7 separate regions of the Mus musculus genome follow, and all the other regions are linked to region 1. A link is a contact called in public ChIA-PET, HiChIP or PLAC-seq and promoter capture Hi-C data. All regions are on one chromosome and are shown on one strand. The core of a region is the stretch at or near the end of the contact, and the rest is flanking DNA. Distances in the headings are between cores, read along the strand shown. Region 1 holds the start of Pim1 (proviral integration site 1). Region 2 holds the start of Mapk13 (mitogen-activated protein kinase 13). Region 3 holds the start of Mapk14 (mitogen-activated protein kinase 14). Region 4 holds the start of E230001N04Rik (a long non-coding RNA gene). Region 5 holds the start of Srpk1 (serine/arginine-rich protein specific kinase 1). Region 6 holds the start of Bnip5 (BCL2 interacting protein 5). Region 7 holds the start of Kctd20 (potassium channel tetramerisation domain containing 20).

What was found. Promoter capture Hi-C pulls out the DNA fragments that hold promoters and counts their contacts. ChIA-PET counts read pairs in DNA pulled down with a chosen protein or histone mark. HiChIP or PLAC-seq counts read pairs in DNA pulled down with a chosen protein or histone mark.
Region 2: a contact with region 1 is called in a FOXA1 HiChIP or PLAC-seq map of pancreatic cancer cells. The contact joins the promoter of Mapk13 here to the promoter of Pim1 in region 1. A contact is called at or near these places in 2 of 115 datasets of contacts at active chromatin or transcription factors (T-cell acute lymphoblastic leukemia and pancreatic cancer cells).
Region 3: a contact with region 1 is called in an RNA polymerase II ChIA-PET map of memory CD8 T cells, with 17 read pairs. The contact joins the promoter of Mapk14 here to the promoter of Pim1 in region 1. A contact is called at or near these places in 2 of 39 promoter capture datasets (cranial neural crest and embryonic stem cells), 3 of 484 Hi-C or Micro-C datasets (CD4 T cells, embryonic stem cells and spermatogonial stem cells) and 3 of 115 datasets of contacts at active chromatin or transcription factors (embryonic stem cells, memory CD8 T cells and pancreatic cancer cells).
Region 4: a FOXA1 HiChIP or PLAC-seq map of pancreatic cancer cells shows a contact between it and region 1. The contact joins the promoter of E230001N04Rik here to the promoter of Pim1 in region 1. A contact is called at or near these places in 1 of 484 Hi-C or Micro-C datasets (CD4 T cells) and 2 of 115 datasets of contacts at active chromatin or transcription factors (pancreatic cancer cells and regulatory T cell precursor).
Region 5: an RNA polymerase II ChIA-PET map of memory CD8 T cells shows a contact between it and region 1, with 21 read pairs. The contact joins the promoter of Srpk1 here to the promoter of Pim1 in region 1. A contact is called at or near these places in 2 of 115 datasets of contacts at active chromatin or transcription factors (kidney and memory CD8 T cells).
Region 6: a FOXA1 HiChIP or PLAC-seq map of pancreatic cancer cells shows a contact between it and region 1. The contact joins the promoter of Bnip5 here to the promoter of Pim1 in region 1. A contact is called at or near these places in 5 of 39 promoter capture datasets (cranial neural crest, frontonasal cranial neural crest, maxillary cranial neural crest and 2 more) and 2 of 115 datasets of contacts at active chromatin or transcription factors (memory CD8 T cells and pancreatic cancer cells).
Region 7: a promoter capture Hi-C map of pre-B cells shows a contact between it and region 1, with 5 times the contacts expected there. The contact joins the promoter of Kctd20 here to the promoter of Pim1 in region 1. A contact is called at or near these places in 5 of 39 promoter capture datasets (the C10 cell line, cranial neural crest, frontonasal cranial neural crest and 2 more) and 2 of 115 datasets of contacts at active chromatin or transcription factors (memory CD8 T cells and pancreatic cancer cells).

The regions. Positions count from the first base shown.
Region 1 is chr17:29,489,302-29,492,045 of GRCm38.p6, forward strand. It overlaps Pim1 (proviral integration site 1), which reads left to right and starts at 1,484. Exons shown (of 6, transcript NM_008842.4): 1 at 1,484-1,924; 2 at 2,024-2,130; 3 at 2,219-2,269; 4 at 2,364-2,730. The coding sequence starts at 1,843. It overlaps Gm26885 (predicted gene, 26885), which reads right to left and starts at 2,243. Exons shown (of 4, transcript NR_168683.1): 1 at 1,876-2,243.
Region 2 is chr17:28,767,913-28,770,685 of GRCm38.p6, forward strand. It overlaps Mapk13 (mitogen-activated protein kinase 13), which reads left to right and starts at 1,405. Exons shown (of 12, transcript NM_011950.2): 1 at 1,405-1,616; 2 at 2,099-2,228. The coding sequence starts at 1,498.
Region 3 is chr17:28,689,946-28,692,672 of GRCm38.p6, forward strand. It overlaps Mapk14 (mitogen-activated protein kinase 14), which reads left to right and starts at 1,397. Exons shown (of 12, transcript NM_011951.3): 1 at 1,397-1,910. The coding sequence starts at 1,795. Slc26a8 (solute carrier family 26, member 8) reads right to left here and starts at 42. Exons shown (of 20, transcript NM_001290320.1): 1 at 1-42.
Region 4 is chr17:28,521,263-28,523,962 of GRCm38.p6, forward strand. E230001N04Rik (a long non-coding RNA gene) reads left to right here and starts at 1,394. Exons shown (of 2, transcript XR_385504.4): 1 at 1,394-2,104.
Region 5 is chr17:28,620,724-28,623,792 of GRCm38.p6, forward strand. It overlaps Srpk1 (serine/arginine-rich protein specific kinase 1), which reads right to left and starts at 1,798. Exons shown (of 16, transcript NM_016795.4): 1 at 1,677-1,798; 2 at 1,254-1,314. The coding sequence starts at 1,689.
Region 6 is chr17:28,913,877-28,916,731 of GRCm38.p6, forward strand. Bnip5 (BCL2 interacting protein 5) reads right to left here and starts at 1,448. Exons shown (of 12, transcript NM_172450.3): 1 at 1,293-1,448. The coding sequence starts at 1,357.
Region 7 is chr17:28,950,717-28,953,748 of GRCm38.p6, forward strand. It overlaps Kctd20 (potassium channel tetramerisation domain containing 20), which reads left to right and starts at 1,720. Exons shown (of 8, transcript NM_001356300.1): 1 at 1,720-1,853.

The DNA.
Region 1 (2,744 bases), core at 234-2,733:
TCTCTGGGCATCTTTATAAGCAGCATGGAAAACTTGTAAAGGAAGCATTTAAACGCGTGCGCTAATGACTACATCCACAACAGGCTCGTTCCTCCTTTAAAGATCTCTCAGACCTAAGAACAACAACAAAAATAACGAACAAGGGGTGTAGCTGGCTGTCCATGACTCTGGCCACCAGTATCTCAGTTTATATGGATTACACAGAATGAGAGTTTACCCATTTCCACACGTCGTTATCAACTCTCCATGAAGTTCAAAAGGACAAAAGATGAAAGCGGACTCGGCTAGCTTTCCGTGGTATTTCCACGTGCATGTGGGGACTTTCCTTTGAGACAAGGCTGGGGTGGGGGCCAATAATATCTGGTATCGCCTGACTGCTAATACCAAGCTGATGAGAAGGTAACTACCGCAACAACCTCTGATTAAACCCAGCGGCACCCTCCCACCCTCGCCCGCGATCAGGAATTTTCCTGCTCCTCCCGCCCTCTCAGAAGGGGCTGAGGCAGCATTTGGCAAGAGAAAGCTAACGTTTGTGTCGTGATTTCCTCTCTCAGGCGCTCGGACATGGACCGAGGGGATCAGGTACCCCGGGTCCCTTCTAATTCTCTCTGCATTTCTAAATTGAGAATCTTTGTCACCGGCTCCTCGCATCCCAGGTCTCCCCCACTTTTCCTCGCAGGCCTGTGACTGGCCTCGGTGTGCAAAATGCCGGTGACTCACGTCTTGCACAGCCTTCGCCCCCAAAAACACAATCATCACCCCCAGGATCTAGCCCACATAACATCGTCAACCCGCCCCAGCAGCCTTGGAGGTCTCCGGGCTGAGTCACACCAGAGGACCACCCTGGTCGGCATCCACACACACGCGGTCCCTACTCATGGCTTCCGCGCCCGCCACACCAACGCCCTTCCATTTCTCACAACTTGCTACGCTCCAGCTCCAATCCTCGACCCCCCTCCACAACCCAAATCTCCGGGAAACACAGAGCCGGCAGAGCTGGCCTCGGGCGGCCTTTGATGGCTTTGTTATTGTTTGGGTTTGAATCGATACGCCCCTCCCCATCCTTCCTCCCCCGCCCGCGCGCGCCACCCAGCTCCCGCCTCCCTGCACGCCCAGCGCCCCTCCCCCTCCGTTTTGGCGCCTTTTCCTTCCCGCCACGTCGTGGCGGCGTTAGCGACCATTCTGACCGCGAGGCGAGAGGCGGGGCCCGCAACGCCTTATGCAAATAGGGCGTCTTCTGGTTGGCTGAAGCCGCGCCCGAGGGCGGGGCCGGGGAGAGGGGTGTAGCCGCGAGGGGGCGGAGCGGAGGGGAGCGGCCCTGGTCCCGCCGCCTCCCCGCCCCCTCTCCGCCCTCCGCCGCCGAGCCAGCCCGGCTCCCCACCTCGGCCTCCCGGAGAGGCCCCGCCCCGTCCCCGCCCGCCGCGCGCGCCCTCCCCAGCGGCGCGCTCCGCCCCTTTACTCCTGGCGGCGGGGCGAGCCGGGCGTCTGCAGCAGCGGCCGTGGCGGCGGAGGAGGCTGGAGGGGAGTCGGCAGTGCCGGCGGCGGGATCGGCAGTAGCAGCAGCAGCAGCAGTCACAGTCAGCAGCAGCCCTGGGTCCCGCAGCGCCTCTCGCCCTGCCGCCTCCCGCACTGCCTGACCCAGCCGGCGAACCCGCCCGCGGCCAGCCCCGCCAGCGCCCTCAGTCGTCCTCCGACTCGCCCTCGGCCTTGCGCGCCAGCCGCAGCCAGAGCCGCAACGCCACCCGCAGTCTGAGTCCCGGCCGTCGGCTCAGCCCCAGCTCGCTCCGCCGCCGCTGCTGCTCGTCCCGGCACCGGCGCCGCACCGACACCCTGGAGGTGGGGATGCTCCTGTCCAAGATCAACTCCCTGGCCCACCTGCGCGCCGCGCCCTGCAACGACCTGCACGCCACCAAGCTGGCGCCGGGTGAGTGTCCCCACCCCACCCTGGGCGCGCGGGTCGTTGGGACGCCGGGAGACCCCCGCGTGGGTCGAGCGCGCTGAGTGTCCCGTGCCTCTTTCCTAGGCAAAGAGAAGGAGCCCCTGGAGTCGCAGTACCAGGTGGGCCCGCTGTTGGGCAGCGGTGGCTTCGGCTCGGTCTACTCTGGCATCCGCGTCGCCGACAACTTGCCGGTGAGTGGGCAACGCCGCCTCGGGGAGGGCGCGCGGAGGGATGCTTTGAGCAGGAGGGTCTGATGGAGACTCGGGGGTCTTCTTCCAGGTGGCCATTAAGCACGTGGAGAAGGACCGGATTTCCGATTGGGGAGAACTGGTGAGTGAGCCGGAGCCAGAGACCCTCTCATGGGTGGGTGGGTGGCGACGGGCGTGCCGGAACCGGCGCGCTAACCCTCGCCCTCACTCTGCAGCCCAATGGCACCCGAGTGCCCATGGAAGTGGTCCTGTTGAAGAAGGTGAGCTCGGACTTCTCGGGCGTCATTAGACTTCTGGACTGGTTCGAGAGGCCCGATAGTTTCGTGCTGATCCTGGAGAGGCCCGAACCGGTGCAAGACCTCTTCGACTTTATCACCGAACGAGGAGCCCTACAGGAGGACCTGGCCCGAGGATTCTTCTGGCAGGTGCTGGAGGCCGTGCGGCATTGCCACAACTGCGGGGTTCTCCACCGCGACATCAAGGACGAGAACATCTTAATCGACCTGAGCCGCGGCGAAATCAAACTCATCGACTTCGGGTCGGGGGCGCTGCTCAAGGACACAGTCTACACGGACTTTGATGGTGAGCCAGGCCCC
Region 2 (2,773 bases), core at 155-2,654, 720 kb before region 1:
GCTCAGCGGTTAAGAGAACTATCTGCTCTTCCAGAAGCCCTGAGTTCAATTCCCAGCAACCACTGTAATGGGATCCAATGCCCTCTTCTGGTGTGTCTGAAGACAGCTACAGTGTACTCATATACATAAAATAAATTAATCTTAAAAAGCTAAAAACAAAACAAAACCATCACCACCAGTATCAAACAAACTCCGGTGGATGTTTAAATCTTTGTGAACTCTGGGGACTGTAGAATTAGCAGCCGTCGACTCTGGGTGTAAGACAGCAAATCTCTCATGAGAAGAAGGATTGGATGCCTGGAGTTTGTTTCAGAAAAATGGGGAAGAGGAATAGAGTCTGAGCCCTGGTCAGTCGCTGAGCCTTAGGATCTGAGAGTCCTGCTTACTGAAAAGACAAGAGTCCTGGGGTCACAGGAGCTCATGTAGAACCCCATGAATTGTAGGGTTCTTGTGTTGTTGTTGTTGTTTGGGGATCTCCGGAGGGTTTTCTGGGAGGAGGGGTGTTGAGACAGAGTTTCTCTGTGTAGCCTTGGCTGTCCTGGAACTCTGTAGACCAGGCTGGCCTCAAACTCAGAAATCCACCTGCCTCTGCCTTCCAAGTGCTGGGATTAAAGGCGTGTGCACCACGATGCCTATTTTTGTTTATTTATTTGCTTATTTGTTTTGTTTAACTATGTGCATGATGACCTGGGTGCTGGAAGCCAAACTCAGGTCATCCTCAAGAGCGGTGCAGTCTCTAACCTGCTGAACAACCTCTCCATCTTTCTGTGGGGTCTCACTATGTAACCTATGCTGGTCTCCAGTTTACTGCGTAGTCAAGAATGACGTTATTTCTCTATCCTTCCTTCCTCCCTCCCTTCCTCCCTTCTTCTCCCCTTCCCTCTCTTCCCACCCTCTCTATCTCTCCCTCCTTTCTTCTATCCCTCTCTTCCTTCTCTGTTCATTCTCTGTATCTCTCCTCTCTAGTCTCTCCTCTCCCTTCTTCCTCAGGGTCTCACCTAGTCTGGCATTGAACTATGTACTGAACTGGACTCAAAATCGTAGCAATTCTCCTGTCTCTGCCTCTATCTCCTGTGTTGAGTACAGACCTGAGCCACCACGCCTTACATGTGAAGGGTATATTTCTTAAACTAGCCCAACTAGCAACAAGTTGAGCGCCCCCCCCCCCGCGCCCTAACCCCATTCCCAACTCTTCCTACAGTCTCTAGGCAGCCTCGCAGGCACCCCTTTCCCGCAGGGCACCCCCCTCCTCCCTCAGCACCTGCAGCAGGTGGCTGGTGGGGCCTGGGGCGTTCGCCGGTGATGGGCGGAGTCCGGAGCGCGGGCGAGCGGTGGGCGGGCCGGGGCGGGAACGTACCTGGGCGAGGCGGCAGGTGCGCCGCCCCACGGGGGAGGAGCGGGCGCGGGGCGGGAGGGGACCGCGGCGGGACACCCGGGCCGGGAGCCCGCGGGCAGCCACCGCAACCTCCTCGCAGGACCGCCACCACGGGGTCCGGGATGAGCCTCACTCGGAAAAGGGGCTTCTACAAGCAGGACATCAACAAGACTGCCTGGGAGCTACCCAAGACCTACCTGGCGCCCGCGCACGTCGGCAGCGGGGCCTATGGAGCGGTGTGGTGAGACCCGGGGACCCCAGGAATCAGAGGAGCCACGGGCCACCCCTCGGCAGCCTCCCCGAGTGAGCCCGGTGGCAGTGGGGCCCCTGTGGGTTGAGTCGCTGGCGAATCTGGTTCTCCAAGGCTGTAACTTTTTAAAAGGGATCTCGGAGTTCGTGGGACAGATCCCTGCGGTTGCAGATGAGGCCCCAAGAGGGGAACTTGCCAAATCGCAGAGCAGGGACTCCTGGCCTGCTCTGCATCCTGTCAGCAAGAACTGCTTCTCTCCTTGCTCTGCCGCCCCTTCCTTGGCGTCGCCCCCTACTCACACACACTCTCTCTCTCTCTCTCTCTCTCTCTCTCTCTCTCTCTCTCTCTCTTTCTGCTGGTCTCCGGCCAGCCTGGGGAGCACAGAATGGGGGTGGCCTAGGACAGGGCTGGAGGGATCTCCAGTTTAGGCCCTTTGCGCCGCCCCTCCCCCTCACCTGCCTGTGACCCCGCAGCTCGGCCATCGACAAGCGGACAGGGGAGAAGGTGGCCATCAAGAAGCTGAGCCGGCCCTTCCAGTCGGAGATCTTTGCCAAGCGCGCTTACCGCGAGCTTCTGCTCTTGAAGCACATGCACCATGAGAACGTAGGCTGCCTCGGGGTGTGGATGTGCCGGGGATCGGAGGGCAGGGAGAGGGGCCCAGGAGGGGCCTGCCCAGGGTCGTGCGCGCAGGGCCAGGAGAAAGAACTTCCTCTGCTCCACCCTGGTTTCTCAGCTCTCTAAGGAGAGCCCAATGAGAAGATGCCAGGGCCTGCCCAGCTCGCTTCCCAGAAAACACACAACCTTTTCTTGATTGTGAGGAGGAAGTAGGCACAGGGGAGCTTCGCGATTGGTTCTGTGAGGACTCCAGTCCGATGAGCCTGGGCACTTGAGCTAAAGCTGCCTCCATTCTGGCCACTCTAAGTCTAACAATAAATACTGAGTATTTAATGCATGCGGGGGTGGGGGCTGGCTAACTTTTATAATCCTCTCCGTAACACATGCCAAGGCACAGAAAGGTTTCCCCGGTTCTGCAGCGGCAGAGCTGAGGTTGGAAGGGGCGGGAGGCAGAGCCTGGTGCCTGACCATTTGACCATCCTGTCTGATGGAAACAGACCCCGTGACCCAGCTCTGGGCCAGGCAGAAGGGCT
Region 3 (2,727 bases), core at 147-2,646, 800 kb before region 1:
AGATTTCCCCTTTCTCCTGCTCGGTGTAGGCATGGGTGGATGTGGGTTCTTACGGGTCTAACTTTCCCCATTCACTTTTATTAGCTTTCTCGGCTTCTACGGAAGATTCCACTAGGTGGGAATGCAGGGTCGCATTGATCTTGTAGAGACTAGAACCAGGGCCTAAGAAAGCTCAACAGACTTACCTAAATGAGATGCGGTCAGAATGCTCGCCCTAGTAGTTCTCCATACTCTCAGAGGCATGAATTAAGTCTTTAATACCCACCCCCCAATTTTCTTTTAAATTTCTAAACTTTGGATGGCTCTAAAGGGCAAGAGTCGGTCTCAAACCCGAGTGATGGTTTTTGGGGTGTTGCACATACGGTCTCATCACTACACAGCAGAGGCTTGGTCTCCTGGTTTTTCCAAATGCTAGAATTACAGGATTTGTAAATACAAATAAACAAATAAATAAATAAACAAATAAATAAATAAGAAGGGTCCCCTGGTCTTTCCAAATGCTGGAATTACAGGTTGTGTATAAATAAATAAATAAGAGAAAGGTCTCTTGGTCTTTTCAAATGCTGGAATTACAGGTTCTGTACATATAAATAAATAGTATGAAAGGGTCTCCTGGTCTTTCTAAATGCTGGAATTACAGGCTGTGTAAATAGATATATATGTATGCATGTATATGAAGGGTTTTCTGGTCTTTCCAAATGCCGGAATTGCAGGTGGTGTAAATATAAATAAATAAATGAGAAGACCTTCCTGAAATGGAATGACCTACTTGCAGTGTGTGTGTGTACCTTCCCCTTCCAGTAGTGGGTATTGAACCCAGGGCCTTGCAAATGCTGGTCCCCAGCCTGGAAGTGGCCATTCATGATGTCTACCTCTGACCTCGTGCATTGGAACTCCCTGTGGGTCCCTGGAACCTCCTTCTGCCACTTCTGCCTGAAAACATGTAGGAGCGCCTGGAGGGAGAGCCTGGGCTTTGAGGCAAGACTAATATTTGCCTAGGGGGCAGGTTTCACCAGCATCCCGAGGTGAGCCACTTGTCCTTGAGCAGACCGGAATGCGACAGCTTTCTGGACAGGGCCTGTCTGTTCTTTCAAGTTGTTCTTGGAAATTGACGACTCTAGTGAGCAGGTTGCTCGGAGTTCAAAGATCATTTGGCTCTCTTCCCCGACGCTGTCACAGCGGCTTTCCGCCATGGCGCCAGGCATTCGCCCGTGCGACCACAGAGAGGCGCGCGCGCCCCGCGCTGCGGCCTCCACCCTTGGCGCCCCGGGGAGCCCAGTCCCCGAGAGTTCCTGCCTCGGCTCCCCAAGCCGCGTCCCTCTTCTCGCGAGATCTGCCGGCCCTGCGCGCTCTTCTCGCGACCCCCCGCCCCGTGGGCAGGTTCCATATTGGGTAAGATCTGGATTCAGAGCGGGGCCTCCTTGGAGCTGTTCTCGCGAGAGTTCCGCGAGAGGCTCCCGGCCGCTGCCTGTGGGATCGCCGCCACTGGAGCCCAAGCGGGGCGCTGAAGCGCGAGCGGGTGTCTTGCGGCGTCGGCGTGCGCTCCCTCCCCGGGGAGCGGCTGCAGGAGGACCGCGGCGGGAGCAGCCTCGAGCCGTGCAGCCGGCTCCGGCACCTTGCCGACGCTCGTAGGAGCCGCCGCGGCTGACAGGGGCGGCGGGTCGCAGCCTCCACACCTGCGCGGGTGGCGGGCGCGGGGTCCGGTCTGCCGCGGGCGGGCGCAGAGGAGAGCGTGCGGCTGCAGGCAGGAGCCCCCGCTCGGCCACCTCCTCGCCCCGCTGCTGCCGCTGGAAGATGTCGCAGGAGAGGCCCACGTTCTACCGGCAGGAGCTGAACAAGACCATCTGGGAGGTGCCCGAACGATACCAGAACCTGTCCCCGGTGGGCTCGGGCGCCTATGGCTCGGTGTGGTGAGTGTCGCCGGGCCTCGGGTTAGGGGTGGGGTGGGGGGACGCGGTGGAGCAAGCAGGGTGGCCCTGCATGCCTGAGGGCCAGGCCTGTCCCCACAGCTCAGCGATGCGCCCAGCGGCAGGAATTCTCCTCCGGGCGTGTCTGGGGGTGCAGGGGGCAGCTGGAGCGGGACGTGTCCTGCACCCCTCGCCCTGCATACGCAGGTCGGGGGCGAGCCGTGTGCGGGAGCGGGTCAGCTGCGGACGCGGTGGGATGCTTCTCTACCCTGCGCTCTCCCTGCTCCCAAGACTGGCCCTCCCGGGGGTCCTCTGCTGCAGCGCGGCCTCAGGACCCTGCCTCCGGGTACCGCCACTCGGGACGCGGGAGCCCTGCCCCGGGGAGCAGACGAGCTGGGCGGAGCTCCAGCGAGGAGCTGTAGGGCAAAGCCTGACCCGGGGACTGCGGTCACCTGAACGAAACTTGCAAGAGAAAGCGCTCCTTTCCCGGAATTTTTTTTTTTTTCCTTTTTTCTCCCCCTTTTCCCATTTTTGCAAGCCTCCATCGAAAAATCCTGTCTCAGGAAACGTTCCTTTGGGATTCGCACTTGAATTAGCAGCACCCCGAAGAGCTTAAAATACCGACTTTATCTCGGGGACCACGGTGCCAGCTTGCGTGGTGTGTTTCCGATTCGGTTGAAAGCGTATTTCCTTTTCGGGGAGGGAGGGTGGCAGCGCCTTGCAAGGACGCTCCAGCTCGCCGCTTAGTCACATACCACTGCTCATTTCAGTATTGTTTGACAAAACAGTTTTCCATACCGAGCAGAGGGGCGCCCCTCAA
Region 4 (2,700 bases), core at 144-2,643, 970 kb before region 1:
CGCCACAGACAGGGGCAGAAGGCGCAGGGGAGGGGCTGTGGACATGAATAAATTGGTACAATGCTTGCCAAACATGGAGAAACATGAAGGAGACCCCAGCTCCCTCCATCCATGAGGTGGGGTGGGGATGTGAGGTACACACCTGTTATCCCAGCATTCCGGAGATAGAGGCAGGAAGATCAGATGTTTAAGGCTATTCTTGGCTAAATAGAAAATTTGAGATCAGCCTGGGCTAGAGATCTTGTCAAAAAAAAAAAAAAAAAAAAAAAAAAGCCTTTGTATGGCTGAGCCACTAGTTAGGTGTTCTTTGCAGGAACAGTCTCTGTCTCTGTCTCTGTCTCTGTCTCTCTCTCTCTCTCACACACACACACACACACACACACAGGTACTGTGATCCTACAGTCACCTCCCACCTCCTGACCTACCTGGGAATGCACCTTCCACGGGAGAGGCTCTGACAATCTCAACTCTATTTTGATCCTTTTAAACAGCCTCCAACCTGTTCTAGGTTTTATTGCTTAATTATGTTCTGTGGTATCCTCACCCCACCCCCACCCCCCACCCCCGTTTCCCTGTAGGCTGTAAACTCCTTCATGACTGGGTTAGGGGCAGGATTGTTCTTTGATACCATTTAATTATAGTCTAAAAATGAAGCCAGGCTTCATACCCACAGGCTTGGGTCCCAACCTGGTTCCAACACTTAGCTATCTGGCTTAGGGTCCTGGTTCCAACACTTAGCTATCGGGCTTAGGGTCCTCTGAGAGCTCAGACTCAGTTCCTAGGCTGTAAAAGGCACCAGAAATACAACAGGGCAAAGATCACAAGACCTAAAATGCTGGGAAGGAGTTGGTACGTGGTGAGCATGGAACACTTTGTCCTCCTTCCCTGAATAGCTGAGACCTTCCATGAATTAGAGAACCAAGTCTTCACTGATTAGTGCTCGCTCTGGGGTACTTGACAAGAGAAAGGAGACACTGAATAATTACATAGCGCAGTGGATAAAGGTGCCGCCAAGCCTGACATGAGTTGGGGTCTCACAAGGTAGAAGACGAGAACCAACTCCCACAAATTGCCTGCCCTCATATCTCCAGATGCACGTTATAGCACATGAGCCCCAGCCCCCTACAGTAAATTTAATAAAAAGGCATTACATCTATCCCAGGATCATATCCTGGGTGCATGGCCACTCCACCCGGCTTAGTGACAACCTGTGAACCGCAGACTTGGTGAGAGAAAAACAGTCCCTAAGAATGGCGCCAAGCATAAATATCTGTTGAATCAAAAATCAAGCGAGTCAATAAAAAAGCAAAGACAGAAACGTCCCACCCCGCCGAGCCCCCAGCCCAGCCGCACCCTGTCCTGGAGCCCTATTAAGCCATAGTCCCCAAAGTCCGCTTGTCTACAGCCCCGCCTCCGATTGCCTTGGAAACAGTGACGTTAATCGAGGGGGTGTGGCCTCTCTCCATCCTCTCAAACGTTGTGAGCCGCGCCTTAGCACAACCTGGAGGGGAAGATGAGGTTAAGGTTGCTGGGTACTCCCCCGTTCCTTAGGCCGGAGATAGCTAAGCACACCGGTCTGCGCCCACGAGAGAGCCCACCTTGCGCTTGCCCTTGGCAATTTAGCGTAAGATCGCGAGAGTGCGGGCCTGGGTCCCCGGGAACCGCCCCTGGCGATTTAGGGGGCTTCTGGAGACTGCAGGCTTGGGTCCTCGGAAGACCACCATACTCTCCACCCTCGACGTTGTCCTGGTGGGCGCAGTCCTGCGCCTACCCGGGCACCCCAGACTCGCTGCGCGCCCTAGGCGCGGGCGGGAAGGGGTTAAGCAAGGTGCTGGCTCGGGGCGCGGCTCACGGCGCGTGTGGAGGAGGGGAGCGGGGAAGAAAGTGAGAGCGGGGGCGGGGGACCCGAGCGAAAGAACATCCTGTGCCGCCGCCGGATGCGAGAGGCGGGGGCGCGGGGGAAGCTGGGCGATGCGCTCCGCCCCGCGCTCCTCCTCCCGGGCGCTGCCCGCTCCCGCGCTTCGTACTGCTTCTTCTGGTCCCCACGCCTTCGCGGGTCATGAGCTTGCCAGAGGGGCCCCTCAGCTCGAGTTCCCCGGCAGGGGTAAGCGCGGGGAGTATGGGATCCGCTGTGAGGAACGGGCGCCCCCCTCACCCCCCAAGCTTTTTCCGCTGCACACTGATGGCGAGCTGTCCCCTGCGCAGCGCTAGGATCGGCACCTTCTCTGAGCCAGTCCTGCTGCCAGTACTTTCAGGACTAACACAGAAAAGCTGGTTGTGGAATTCGAAGCCCTCACACTCCTGGGATTAGAACCGGAATCGGTCGGGCCGCAGGGGGCTTTTCACTGGGAATAGCGAAGACTCAAATCCCTTAGCTGATAAGGCTCGGGAGAGAGGCCTCTCGGAAGTCATGATAGGCGCTTGCCGACACAGTTCGATCCCCAGGTCGCACAAGGTGAAAGGCGAGAGCCACCGATTTACATAAATTGCCCTCTGACCTCCATACATGTGCCTTGGACACCCATGCTTGGGGAAGCCAGGTATGGTGGCTTTGAACCCAGCACTCAAGAGGCAGACGCAAGAAGATCTCTAGTTGAGGCCGAGCTCTTGGACTACTACATAGACTGGGGAAAAAAAAAGTTAAAAAAAAATATGGGGGTGGAGGGAGCTAGCTATCTAGGCAATGCTCTTTACTTGATC
Region 5 (3,069 bases), core at 548-3,047, 870 kb before region 1:
TCACACACACTAGAAAATGGAGAAGAGGAGAAGTCGGCACTTTATCAAAGAAGTCACTGCACGGCCTCCCCCAAAAAACTTCAGGGAGTCTCCTAAGCAACACCACCCACTCCACCCCGGTACAGTCGCGCAGCAGGGTGACCTAGGAAGACTTCTAATGTGTGGCAGAGCAGTGCAGACCCAGCTTGATAATACAAAACACCAAATAAATGGGAAAACACAGAAAACAGTTCCTCTGAAACAGAGTGCTAAGCAGAGAACTCTCTAAGTCCACCCGGAGGAACCTCTGCAACTAAATGTTAGTACAAGATCCTTCGTAAAGCTAACTTCTAAGCTCACAATGGCAGTGAGCCTGCAGTGGTGGCACATGCCCCTTAATCCCAGGATTCTCAGAGCCAAAAACAAGAGGATAAATTCAAGGCCAACCTGGTCTACATAGGGAGTTCCAGGTCAGCCAAGGCTATCTCAAAAAACAAAGACGTTGGTGGGAATGGTAGCAGCTAAGCTCACTTGAATAAGCCTCCACCCAGCGTTTCTATCAGACTGTGCCCTCTTTTGTGCACACACACCCCCAACACCACTAAACCACTATTACACATCAAATCGGGCAAGTGTAGCACTAGGCCCACCAAGCCGGAATCACCCAACCGGCACCAGCAATTTGACTCTGGACATTACTCCGACGTTACTGCTCTGAGGACCTGATAGTACGGCCCGCCGGTAATGCATAACTTAGCCGGCACACCGAGTGGACAGCAACGCCACAGAGTCTCCCAGACTTAGGAAGCAGAGTAATCAGGCGCGAGGAAGACTCCCGGCCGTCCTCCTCTACCCAAGCGAGCGTGTGGTTGGCAGGGCCAAGGGTAAACAGGGAAAATTCATTCAACAATTTCCCGATGGCGTAGCGTGCGGACAGACGTAGGAGGCAAGTTAAGACGCTGCGGAGCACGGAAGGAAGAGCAGAGTTCACAGACAGGCAGGTAATGATTGCCAGCTCCGGCTGCCGGGCCACACCTGGGCCTCCTCGATGGAGTTGGCGAGTGGTGCCGGGCAGGCTCCGGGTCTTTCCAGCAGACCCGAGCCTGGAGACCCAGCTACCTTCCACATGATTCCCGGAGGGCGAATCACACAGCGGCCCAGTAACCATGTGGCGGGGAGGGGTTGGGGGGGAACCGCCCGAAGCGCACAACCCGGTAGGGGGAGGAGGTCCCCGAGGAAACGCAAAGGGCGGGATGTTGGGGTACAAGACTCACTTCCTTTGGGCTTTGTCCTTCTTGGCCTTGGTCCTTTTCTTTCGGGCCTGGAGCGCGAGCACTGCGGGAGAGAGGGATGGATGAAGGGCCGATGTAAGTGGGAGGCGGGGAGCGGCGCGAGCACGCAGGGCGACCGGGCCTGAGGCTGCGGGCCGAGCGCGGGGCGGGCTGCTCGGGGTGCACAGCGGCTGCCAGGCCCGGCGCGCCCAAAGAGGCTCGGGCCGGCCATGAGGCCTCGCCGCCCCGGCCTGGGGGCTGCGGAGCGAGGGGCGGGGACGGCGGGCGCCGGAGGACGCCGCAGCCGAGGGGCGAGAGGCAAGAGTGACGCCGCTTCAGGGGGCCGCGACAGTGGCCAGAGAGGCGCCTGGCGCCCAGTCGGGGACCGCCGTGGCTCCTCGTGGCGGAGGCCGCTCCGCCGCTCACCTTTCCGCTCCATGGCGAGACCGGTAACCGCCAGGCGCCTGCGCACTCGAGTGACGCCGACTCGGGCTCCCGCCGCGGCCCAAATCCCAGCTCTTCCTCCCGGCGCGCGCCGGCCCCGCCTCCGGGCCCGCCCGACCACGCCCCACACGGCGTCGCGCGCCTGCGTGGTGAACACAGAGCCTACCACCTGCTCCGGGGTGTACGAGAGTGGAGGGCAAGGGACCGAGGGATCCTGAATGGGAAGCTGGTTTTAGTGTCCCGCCATAAAGCGCGCGGCTTGAAGTTCTTACCTCCTGAGGAAAGGCAGGGCTCCGCAGTCAGTCGGGATTTGCCTCAGTTTCCCCGGCCTGCAAAACTGCTTAACCCAAACATATCCCAGTTCCTGTCTGAGCTGTTGTAAGGGCCAATTAAGACATTAAAGAAAATGGGAAATTAAATTGTATGTGGATACACACAGAACAAAGGCTGGAAGGAGGGAACGTGTGCCTCTGTCCTCTTCTAAAGATAAAACCTTGGGCCAGCAGCCCATGCCTTTAATCCCAGCACTCCAGAAGCAGGTGTATCTTTATGAGTTCCAGGCCAGCAAGGCATATATAATGAGATCCTGACCCAAAATAAATCAATAAGAACTGGATGGGGGGGCGGTATGGGGGACTTTTGGGATAGCATTGGAAATGTAACTGAGGAAAATACGTAATAAAAAAATATTAAAAAAAAAAAAAAGAACTGGATCAGAAGCTGGGCAGTGGTGGTGCACGCCTTTAATCCCAGCACTTGGAAAGCAGAGGCAGGCAGATTTCTGAGTTCGAGGCCAGCCTGGTCTACAGAGTGAGTTCCAAGACAGCCAGGGCTACACAGAGACACCCTGTCTCGAAAAACCAAAAAAGAAAAAAGAAAAAAAGAAAAGAACTGGACCAGAAGACAGCTCAGCAAGTAAAGGTGCCTTAAGGACCTGAATTCAAATCCAAATAGGGCCAATTCCCACAGGTCTCTCTCTGACTTGCACACAGGACCCATGGCACATGCAACAACCCCTCACCCATAAGTAAGCTAAACAATTATTTTAAGTAAAAGCAAACACTTCTAAAGGGAATTTTCTAGCTGCAAGTTGAAAGCCTTAAAGGAAGGGTGTGAATGGGAATTCTGTTTTCTCCTTGAAGAACTCTCTTCATCGTAGGACTTACCGGGTGTTTCCATACTGTCAAGTGCATGATCTTATTAGATGCTGATGTCAACTTCAGGCCAAGGTAGTTATTATCCCCATTACAGAAAGATGAGAACGTGGAAAGGATTGTGTGCTCAGAATCTTGCTGTCCCAACCCAATGATTCAGGCATCAAAACTCCTATAGTAAAGTAGAATCAGCAGGCATTTATGAGAGAGATGGGGGAGGA
Region 6 (2,855 bases), core at 198-2,697, 580 kb before region 1:
GCAGGAGCACATCCTGCATACTGTCAGCCTACACTAACTCAGCATACCCAATACAGTCTCTATTCCGAGCATAAGAGGCTAAAGCTTGCCCCAGGCCCCGTGTCTAAGATCCATAAGGGATGCCTGGCTAGAGGTTCCCCTGTCCCCACCCCTGGCCAGGCAGGCCCTGTTTGTTTATGGTACAAATAAATAATTATACACAAACACTATAAGCCCTTTCACCTCGGTGATTGCGTTGACTCTGACAGCACCCAGTGAATCAGACTGTCTGGCGTGGGTACTGCGGCCCTGAGCTGCTGACACACAGTCAAAGTCCCAGAGCTGGGAGCAGAGAGCAGGACCTAAACATTCCTCTCTGGTCCAATTCCAAATCACACACACACACACACACACACACACACACACACATCCTGACTGTGTAGTCACACATCTATATATGTGTATAGAGATTGGACACATGTACCCCAAGTACAAAGCTTATGAATCCAGAGTGGGCCTCACAGCCCCATAGCCAATGGCTCTATGCTTAAGCTCACGAGGTCTCTCTCGGGCCCATACCACCCAGAGCTCAGAACCTTCCAGGCAGGGGAGAGCCAGGTGAAGCCAAGAGCAAAGCCATTATTTTGGACTCCTGCAGAGAGAGGTACAGATGCTTTCATGACTCTTGCCTTCTCACAGGCTGGGCAGTGAGGGGTTCTTCGGGGACCCCTGAGCCTGGAGTGGGAAACCTGTTCTTGGCCACACCCGGCCCCACTTGTTAAGCAACGACCAATCAAGGTCTCTCTGTGTGTGGTGGTAGTGGTGTGTGCGTGTGTGTGAGAGTGTGTGTGAGTGTGTGTGCATGCGTGCGAGGTGCATTCATTCATGTGTGGTATATGTATGTGTGGTGTGTATGTGTGTGTATGTGGGTGTGTGGTGTGTATGTGTGTGTTTGTGGTGTATGTTTTATGTGTGTGTGAGAGAGAGTGTGTGTGCTTGGTATGGTGTGTGTGTGTGTGTATGCATGTGTTTATGGTGTGTGTGGTGTGTGCAGGGGTGTCATGGGGGGTGTACCACGGCATGCATGGGAAGATTCGGATGAAGTTTTGAACTCAGGCTTGGATATCATGAGCAAGCACCTCTTCCTTCTGAGTCACACTCCATCTTTTTTTAAAAACAGACCCTAGGAAGACCAGCAAGCTAGAAGCAGAATTAGGTCTGGATTCGGGTCTATTACTCTTATGTCCAGCATCCTTTGGGACCCTGAAATACCCACCCATTGCCCTGGTTCCAAAAGCGAAGATTCAACCTACCTCAGACCACAGGAGTCGCTGCTGTCCCGGGGCATCCCTTGGCTGGGATTCCTTGATCTGGGCATTGTTCCTTGTTATGTAGAAGTCCTTTGTGGGTCAGCTCCAGCACTTCCAGGGAGAAGAAGCTGCTGTTGCGTGCAACTGCTAACACTATTCAGAGGGACTCAGAACTCCTGGCTTATATATAGTATTGTTTCCCTGGAGCTGAGCTCACAGGTAGCCAACCAGAGAGGAGGGCTGGCCACCAGGTTGCTTCCCGCCCAGGTTGCTTCCCGCTCCTCTGGGCTGTGGCAGAGATAGGAAGCTCTCTACCCAGGAGAGAGAGAGAGAGGAGAAAAAACACACACAGTTTCAGTTGACAGCTTCCTTATTGTACCTGAACGAAACCAGCGCTTAGAAACCAGCTTCATGTCTGGCCCGCGTTATGAAATTGAAATCCAAGCTTTCTTGGCGCCTCCAAGACTAAAGACCAGCACCATATTTAAAAAAAAAAAAAAAAAAAAAAAAAAAAAGACTTCCAATTCCCAATAGCCAACTTCTTAGGGGCTTGCTGGGTTTGTTTTTTGAGTTTGGGTTTTATTTATTTGTTTGTTTGTTTGTTTTTTGTTTTTGTTTTGTTTTGAGACAAAGGCCTGACTATTCTCTGTCATTTTGTCCTACCCTGCCCCCCCCCCAAAAAAAAGCTCTGGGGGCTGAAGAGATGGCCCAGTGATTAAAAGCACTGGCTGCTCTTGCAGAGAACCTGGGTTCAGTTCCTAGCAGCCATGTGATGATTTAATTCCAGTTCAAGGGGATCTAATGCCCTCTTCTGACCTCTATGGACACTGTGCAGGTATACACATACATTTATGTAAGCAAAATGCTCATGCACACAAATAAATATTTGAAAATGTCCTTTACACACACGCACACACACAACACTTTGGCCAAATTTAATCATGTGCTTTTTTTTTTTTAGATTTATTTATTATATGTAAGTCCACTGTAGCTATCTTCAGACCCCCCTGAAGAGGGTGTCTTTCATTATGGTTGTGAGCCACCATGTGGTTGCTGGGATTTGAACTCAGGACCTCTGGAAGAGCAGTCAGTGCTCTTAACCACTGAGCTATCTCTCCAGCCCCAATCATACACTCTTTTAATCCCAATATGCTGGAGGGAGAGGCAGGCAGATCTCTGTGAGTTTAAAGTCACATAGCTACATAGCCAGTTTCAGACCAGTTAATGATATTGAGACCTTGTCCCTCTCTCTCCCCGAAAAAAAAAGGTTATGATAAAATTTCTGTAGTGTGCATTTTATCACATCAAAAAGAAGCCAATGGAGGGGCAGGTGTGGGGTCACTGTGCAGATGTGGGGTCACTGTGCAGGTGTGGGCTTATTGTACAGGTGTGGGGTCACTGTGCAGGTGTGAGGTCACTGTGCAGGTGTGGGGTCACTGTGCAGGTGTGAGGTCACTGTGCAGGTGTGAGGTCACTGTGCAGGTGTGAGGTCACTGTGCAGATGTGGGGTCATTGTTCAGGCATCTGCCTGAAACTGCCCAATCCCACCCCAGACATGCTTGTATT
Region 7 (3,032 bases), core at 470-2,969, 540 kb before region 1:
CATATGCCTCCTATAATTGATATTCATCCAAAATCGGTGTCATGTCTGATTTAATGATATTTAATCAAAAGACAACCCTTTTACTCTTCACTATTAGTTAAGTATGTGCTATCTTGGATCCCCTCTGGGCGATGGATAACAAGTATTAAGTGTTGGCTCAGGATGGGTGAGGGGAGCTTGGAAATGAAAGAAAGAGGAAGTTGATTGTCCTGTATTCAGAACAAGAAAGGCAGTAGTTCCACCGTGGGTATGGAGACTGCACAGGGGCACAGGATTAGAAGAGGAAACTTTTGGAATGAAATTTTAATCAGTGGGTATGTTCTCTGTAGTTCCAAGGCCCAGAGATGCCAGCACATGATCTCATTACTGTGTTGGCTTTTTTGTGACATTACTGTGTTGGTGGTCGTATTTGGTTTGTTTTGAGACATGGTTTCCTCTGTGTAGCCCTGGCTGTTCTGGAATTCACTTTGTAGACCCAGTTTCCTGACTGGATTCCCTGACTTCCCTTAGTGACAGGTGGTATGGGGGAAACTGGGCAAGGTAGACCCGTCCCCCTCCTCCCCTCCCCCCCCCAGAAGCAACATAAGCCAAATAAGGGGGACCTCGATTTCCTGATCCTCCTGCCTCTACCTCCCAAGTGCTAGGATTAATGCTGTGCACACAGGTATTCCCTATATTTTTTTGCGTGGTTTTATTAGTTTATTTAGTGCTCAGCAGCAGTTTTAAAGTAGAATAATGTCAGCACTTGGGAGACAGGGACAGGAGGATGAGGAGTCCAAAGCCATCCTTGGCTACACAGCAAATTCAACATGGGCTGCGGCGTCACATCTCAATAAAATGAACTCGGACCTGGAGACGTAGCTCAACTGGTAGAATAATGGCCTAGGGTGCATGAAGCCCTGGGTTACACCAGAGCCCTTCATAATTCGGCTACGGTAGGGCTTGTCTGTAACCCTATCCATCACTCACATGGTGAAGGTCGGATCAGAGGTGCAAGGCCATACTGGGATAAAGGAGACTGTCTCAAAAAACAAAGAACACCCCATGTATTAAGAGTGGAGAGCCAGGGAGGAGGGAGAAGGGAAATAAAGGTTAAAACAAGCAAACCCCCAATAGAACGAAACACCCAAAACTAGAAGTCTGTGCAATCATTGTGATGGTGTAATCAACTGGTCTGATAACTTTCTTAAGTACAAAAGCCACAAGTCCCCGTGACCCTGAGAGATGGAGCCAGGTTCCTCCTCTCAGGTTCCCTTGTGCGGTTCACAGGAAGCAAGGCAACCAGCTTTCTAATAGTTTGCTTCCAGGTAACATGAAACCTGTAGAATCTTGTTTGCTATCGCAGATTGTTCCGTGAAACTCAAGAGTTGGGGGGAAGTTTTTGTTTTCTCTTTTATCTTGTTTTGTTGTTGTTGATGTTTTTCTGTCTTTGGGCTGCAGTTCATATCCATCCGCCACACAAAGGCGATAGGCTCATCTTTCCGTGAGCATCACGCGTTCCGGGGCGACCCAGCCTCTTTCACCTTCGAGCCTGCAGCTCGCTTTCCTGTCTGAGCCCCTTGGGTGATGGAGCGCAAGCGGCGGCGGCGCGCGTTACTGGGCCGCCCTGGCGAAGAGCCCCAGTTCCCGGCCGGCCGGGCAGGCAGGCGAGGCCCCGGCCTATGGCGGAGTCCGCGGCGGGGGCGGGGCGAGCCGCGCGGCCTTCCCGGCATGCCCCGCGGTGGGCGGGGCTCTTGTTTTGAAGGGCCGGGTGACTCAACCGGGGATCCGCGGCCAGGGCGGGGGCGCGCGGTGGCCGGAGCTTGGAGGTGGCTTCGGGGCTCGGTGTCGGAGAGCGCGGCAGCAAGCGGCCGGTGAGTGCCGAGTGACAGGGTGGGCGGGCGAGCGGGCAGGTGATGGCGCGGGCTGATGATGGCGGCGGGCGCGACGCTGCGGCCTGAGAGGCCCCGTGCGGGCTCCTCCCCGGCCTGGGGAGAAAGGAGAAGCCGGGCGAGGCTGCCGACCAACCACGCAGGGCCACCGGTAGCCCAGGCTGGGGAAGGTTGGTCGCGCTTTCCCAGAACCTCTGGAATCTTCTGTCGGTCCTGTCGCCCCTCTGTTGTCATCCCATGCTTAGTGCAGAACTGGGAGATTTTTTTCTTGCATATAAGAACTTTTTATAGCAGACAGTGTCGTCAGGCTTGCGCCATGAGGACACCTCCTCCCCTTTGTGGGAATTTGTCATTCTTTCTGAACATTCCTGGATTGGGCTGATTTACTATTTAGAAGTAAATCTAATCTTTTAAGTGAGAATTCAGCAAACGAACTAACAGACAGGCCAGGAACTCTGACCAACCAAGCTCTTTCACGGTGTCTGTTTGCTGATAGACAATTGTTTACCTAGAAATTTGAGATTTCTTTTTAAATGATCTCCCAAACAGAATGTTGGAATAATATTAGTTGTGACGAACCTTGAATTAGAACGTCAACCCCACTCCAGAGGAACAAAAACAAAATCTTAAAGTAGCAGTTCTCAAACGCGTTTTGCAGGTCGCTAGCACGGCTCCCAGAAATTAATTCTAGAAATCTAGGGTGGACCCCTGAGTCTACTAGTGCTGGCAGGCAACCACCCCGCTTGGGCCGCCTTGGTAAGCCAGGAACCGGACCTTAGGAAACCAAGATTAGCTTGGCCTGAGGACTGTAAATACTGTCTCATGTCCTTTTCTTTCTGTTGACTTACTCCTCTCCTGTCCGTAATCAGTCGGGAGTCAAGAAGCCCTGATTCGGAAGGCTGTGTGAGAAAGGATAGTGCTTTCTGGAGCCCTTACATGAGAGCAGGAAATGGCTTTTTATCCATATCCTGTTATTGCCTGGGTGGGAGAAAGATGGCGTGGATCAGGCTAACCCACCTTGTTTCTCTCAGGAGCCTGTTGGTAGGATCGTGGGAGCTTGAGCATGTCATTAGGTCTTGGCTCCCACCTCAGCTCTCTGCTTTCCTTCTCATGGTATCAGCCAGGGAGTGCCCGGAGCCTGGGGGGTCTCTGATTCCCTGG